2 separate regions of the Macaca mulatta genome follow, and region 1 is linked to region 2. Evidence: chromatin contacts called from public Hi-C data. All regions are on one chromosome and are shown on one strand. The core of a region is the stretch at or near the end of the contact, and the rest is flanking DNA. Distances in the headings are between cores, read along the strand shown. Region 1 holds the start of COLGALT1 (collagen beta(1-O)galactosyltransferase 1). Region 2 holds the start of SLC27A1 (solute carrier family 27 member 1).

What was found. A called contact is a pair of places that touch in the nucleus more often than the background predicts.
Region 1: a contact with region 2 is called in a Hi-C map of liver, with 3 times the contacts expected there. The contact joins the promoter of COLGALT1 here to the promoter of SLC27A1 in region 2. A contact is called at or near these places in 2 of 14 Hi-C or Micro-C datasets (cortical neurons and liver).

The regions. Positions count from the first base shown.
Region 1 is chr19:18,054,564-18,057,263 of T2T-MMU8v2.0, reverse strand. COLGALT1 (collagen beta(1-O)galactosyltransferase 1) reads right to left here and starts at 1,444. Exons shown (of 12, transcript XM_077978295.1): 1 at 1,099-1,444.
Region 2 is chr19:17,980,041-17,982,740 of T2T-MMU8v2.0, reverse strand. SLC27A1 (solute carrier family 27 member 1) reads right to left here and starts at 1,263. Exons shown (of 10, transcript XM_077978293.1): 1 at 1,079-1,263. The coding sequence starts at 1,245.

The sequences.
Region 1 (2,700 bases), core at 195-2,694, 74 kb before region 2:
GTGCCAAGAGCTAATTCTACCCAATAAGTTAAGTTGACAATAACACCAGCAATGAGTAACACCAGCAATGATAGCAATCATAATAAAATCACTGAGAGCCAAGCCCATGCCAGACCCAAGGACTCCACATCCATTAACTGGTTAATCTTCAGAGACAAACCCCAAAAGAGAATTATATTAATACACTTATTTTCTTTTCTTTTTCTTTTTTTTAGAGGCAGGGTCTTACTCTGTAGCCCAGGCTAGAGTGCAGTGGTGCAATCATAGCGCACTGCAGCCTCAAACTCCTGGGCTCAAGTGATTTTCCCGCCTCCTGAATAGCTGGGACTACAGGCACACACCACCACACCCGACTAATTTTTGTATTTTTTCTAGACACAGGGTTTTGCCATGTTGGCGAGGCTGGTCTCGAACTCCTGAGCTCAAGTGACCCGCTCACCTTGGCCTCCCAAGTTGCTAGGATTACTGCGTGAGCCACAGCGCCCGGACCCATTTTCCATTTGAGGAAACTGAGGCAGGGAGTGAGAAGTCACCAGTCAAAGACTTCTTCAGAGTTCTGGCCTGTTCCCTCCCAAGAAAGCATCCACTTCCTCCTGGGCCATCTAGTCCTGGACTCCACCCACGTCGGTCCGAAGGCAGGGGTTTGACTGGGGCCTGGAGCCGGGCTGAGTTCAAGCTTAAGGTTAGCAGCAGGCACAGAAAGGCTTGCTGTTAGATGTGGCCCCTGGCAACGCCCCAGTGGGGGCTGCGGGCTCAGTCCTTTGGAGGTGTACGTGCTCCAGAGGAAGTTAGAACGAGTCACAGTCAGTGGGGCCGGATCTGCCCTAGTAGGGTCCAGTAGACAGGAGCGGTGCCCAGCCCACCCCAAAGGAGCCAGCAGGAGGAACTCGATCCCGCTTGTTTTAATGTGGGGAGGGCTGTGTCTGGCCCCATGGGAGGACAGCAGGCAGGGGGCACGCGTGGGCCCATCCCGATGGGGCAGCGGGCAGGGGCATGCGTAGACCCGTCCCGATGGGGGTAGAGAACAGAAAGCACGCGCGGATCCGCCCAAAAGAGGATAGCGGGCAGGGGCTCGTGTGAATCCACCCCAAAGGGGACAGCGAGCAGGGGCTCTCGTGGACCCGCCCGATGGGGACAGCGGGCTCGGCTCACCATAGCGCAGTGCGCTCCCGCGGGTGCCGCAGCCGCTCGAGTGCGCCCAGCGTGGTGGGCAAAGCGTGGGCCGCGTTTCGCGCCAACAGCGCGATGAGCACGCGCGGCGCCTGCAGGGGCGACTCCGGGCTCCAGCGCTCCTCGGGGAAGTAGGCGTCGGCGCCCGGCTGGCCCCCCGGCGGCAGTGGCGCCAGCAGCAGAAACAGCAGCGCCTGGAGCGACTGCTCGCGCCGCCGGCCGGCGCGTGGGGCCGCCGCCATCGCGCCACGCGTCTCCTTTAAGTCGTTTTTCTGCGGGAGGACTCTGGCCGCGCCTTAAAGGGGTCATTGGGGCCCCGCCCGGCCGCGCGCCTTGAAGGGGAGGAGCGCGCCTGGCGTGAAGTCCAGGCCCCGCCTCCAGACGCTTTCGGAGACCCAAAGCCCGGAGTGACGTCACCTGCAGCCCTACCCAGGACGCCCCGCCCCCGCACCCACGTTAAAGGCACAGAGCGCTCGGAGAGCGTGGAAGGGAGGTTAGGGGTAGCGTTAGGGTTAGGAACCCGCGCTTTCTCCGGGTGCGTCCTACCACCGAGACCTCCTCCTGATGCGCCGCCAAACTTCCCCATGTATAAAACCTGGGCTGTGCCACCAGGCGGACTTGGCTACTTAGGAATTGGTTTGGGACCCAAGAGACCTTAGCCTCAGTTTCCTCTGCTGCAACGTGGGTTTTGCCATCCTGGTTTTGGACCTCACAGGGATGTCATTGAGGGTTGTGGAGAATAAAGGTCATGACGTCCACAGACCTGGCGTCACATCCAGTCCCCGCCCTGGGCTTACTGTGTGTGAGCTTCAGTCTGTCCATCTATAAAATGAGATCATAGAGACCCTACAGGGTTGGCGTGAAAATGGAGCCAGGGCAAGATAATGGACCGTTCTGAGCACAAGCTCTTCCAGAGACAAGGGCCGTGTTTTCATGGAAATGCCACCAAGGGATTGTTTTCCAATACTCTAGTGCCGTATTTTCAAATTGATTGACTTAGTATCACACTTTTTTTTTTTTTTTTTGAGACGGAGTCTGGCTTTGTCGCCCGGGCTGGAGTGCAGTGGTGCAACATAGCAAGACCATGCCTCTATTTTTAAAAACAATAAAAACTTTAAAAAATACATCTGAACATTATTATTTTTATTATTTTCACAGAGAGGGTCTTGCTCTGTGGCTCAGGCTATAGTGCAGTGGCATGATCATGGCTCACTGCAGCCTCAACCTCCTGGGCTCAACTGATCCTCCTGCCTCAGCCTCCAAAGTAGCTGGGACTACAAGTGCACTCAACCACGCCCAGTTAACTTTTAAATTTTTTGTAGAGATGGAGTCTCCCTATGTTACCCAGGCTCTTCTCAAACTCCTGGGGAGCTCAAGTAATCCTCCCCCTTCAGCTTCCCAAAGTGCTGGGATTACCAGTGAGCCATCATGCCCGGCTAAAACTTAATTTTTAAGAATGATACAGGCCAGGTGCAGCGGCTCACGCCCGTAATCCCAGCATTTTGAGAGGCTGAGACAGGCAGATCACTT
Region 2 (2,700 bases), core at 14-2,513:
GCCAAGCATGGGTTGGCTGTGGAAGGTGTCTGAGCAGAGGGCACAGTCGGATTTCCACATCAGAACAACCAAGGGGCCGGGGGCAGGGGGCCATGGCATGGAGAAGGGGTGAGTTTTAGAAAGTTCAGAACCAGTCAACTTACGGTGGGATCCTTCCCATCTCCACACCCTCTGTGCCCTCCTTACAGTGGGTTCAGTCCCTCTTGCAACTCCATCTTACAAGGAGCTGTGAAGGTGTTGAACCCTGCCCTGCTAGCCTGCGTTCACCTGCTCCCACGTGGTGCTGTTCCTGAGATCTGCTCTGATAGGAACCCCCAGCAATGCCTGTTTCACCCCAGAAGGACCCCAACGGCTCGTTTGAGCAAGCCCCTCAGAGACACGGCCAGAATAGACCCCCAAACAAGACCTGGAATACGCAGCAGCCTCCCTACACACTCCGAACAACTCCCAAACCCAAAGACCCACACAGACCCCACAATCTCAAACAGTGTCCCAGCTGGAAACGGTCCTGAGGAAATACACACCTTCAGAAACCCGGCAAGTCCTTTATAGACTTCCTAAGCAGCTCGCTCATCCCTCAGAGAAAGCCCTGGATAGACCCAAAGTGTCTTGGCAACCCCCAGAGACTATCTATTGGGTCGTCCCTGTGAGCCCCGGTGACCTACTGGAGAGCCCCCTGAAGTCTCTCACAGTTAACAAGGCTCCAAAGAGACCCCTACACCGCCACCGCTTTCCAGTCAGCCCCAGCTCCCTGGAACTTCCACCAGCAGCCCAAAGACCCCCAAGTTGCCCCCCAAGCCCCTGAGATCATCTCCTGAGCAGCCTGCAACGCTCCAAGTACCTTGCAGGCTACTCATCTCCCTCGAGAAATCCTTAAAGTGTCCCCTGTAGCGCCCTCAGAGCCCCCCAACTGGTCACCCTCTCAGGCCCCGCCCCTCGGCCCAGCCCCACCCCCAACCTACAAAGCACCCCCAGCTCTCCGGACCCTCCAAGCTGTCTTCGCAACCCAGCCCCGCACCGTGCGCCCCCAGAGCCCTCAGCCCCACTCCCGGCCCTGGCGGATCCCGTCAACACTCACAAGAGGTCTCGCCTCGCGGTCTTGCAAACGATGCGAAGGAAGCGCCAGCCGCCGCTGCCCACGTACACGCCGAGCGCCGCTACTGCGCTCCAGGTCCATGGCAGCCCCAGCAGCCACAACAGCGCCAGCGAGACCACCGAGGCCGCGCCTGCACCCGGAGCCCGCATCCTGGGGAGACAGAGTGCGCTAAGGCCGCGGGCCACTCCGGCTCCGCCCGCGACCGCCCCCGACCCTACAGCGAGCCCTGCCCCCAGGCTTCGGCTCCGCCCCGCCGCGAGCCCGGGAAGGGTGCTCCGGGTCAGACTCCGCCCCCAGGCCTGGGATTGGTCAACTCCTCAAGCCAGGCATCGCCCCCTTTCCAGGCTTTAACACCCGCCCCCTAACTAGGAACCAGACCCCGGCCCTAGGCCTGGGATTGGCCAGGTCCTGGCCAGGCTCCGCCTCTGACCCTGGGTCAGCTCTATTCCATATTTTTGAGTCCATCCTTCCCTGCCAATCTTACAACAGTCCCCGCCCCCAGAGCCAGTAAGTCCACCCTGTCGGTCACTGTCCGGCCTCGCCATATGCCTGCATTTAGCCTGTATCCTTGATCCCCGAATTACCCTTCACGTCGTGTCCCCTTTGCTTCTGGTCCTGCCTCTACCCCGTGGCTTTCTCGCCACTCACGGGGCCCTGCCCTTAGGTTATACTTCTAGCCCCACCCACAGGCGCAGGCCCTCTCCCCCGAGTCCCGCCCCTCTCAGCCAGGCTCCACCCCCTAGGCTAGATTATATGGCCCCGCCCACAAGCACACACCGCGCCCCCCCGCCCCTCCCGGAACTAGACCCCTCCCATCAGTTCAAGCCCCACCCCAGTTCCGGCCCTAGCCCATGCTCCCAGGCTCAGGTTCTATCCTGGTCACTGGCCCCGCCCTCAGGCTTCGGCTCGTCACCACCTCCTGGGTTTCACTCCGGCCCCCATAGGACCTAGGCCCCGCCCCTCTTCCCACCTGTCTACCTCGAAGCCGCTCAGTCTGCAGAGCTGAGGCGGGCCCTCTTCCAGGAGCCACGACCATAGAGAGGCAACCGAACCAGAGAGGCGACGGTCAACGAGACATGGGGGCTAGAACGGCCCGCCAGGGACCCCCCCCCCCGCCCACCGCTGTCTCCATGACAACCAGGCCTTGCCCCACCCCCTCTCCTTTTAGGAAACACACGTGTCCTGCAGCCGTGGGGCATGGCTCGCAAGATAGCAGGACCCGAGCCCTAGATGGCGTGCAGACTCTCTACCCTCGGGGACCAAAAAGATCCCAGTCCACACCCACGGCCCGCGTGGGCTGAATTCTTGCCCCAGCTTGTCCTAAATCCAAGCCCCAAAACCTCTTTCATTCTTAAAAACACATTCCAGGGCCCCAGGGGAGTGCTCAACTCACACCGTGGGGGCCTCAGAAGTCTCTAATTGTAAACACCGCCGCGGTCTTAAACACGTGTAATTCAAGGACACAGCTAATTCTTAATCCATGTCCCGAAGCCTTGTCGATTAAGTCTCAACGTCACACCCCAGGATCCTGGGGAGGACAAAATGCACACGCTAGGTCCCCATCCTTCCTAGAAGCACCTACAGGCCCTTTACTTGCACCCCAG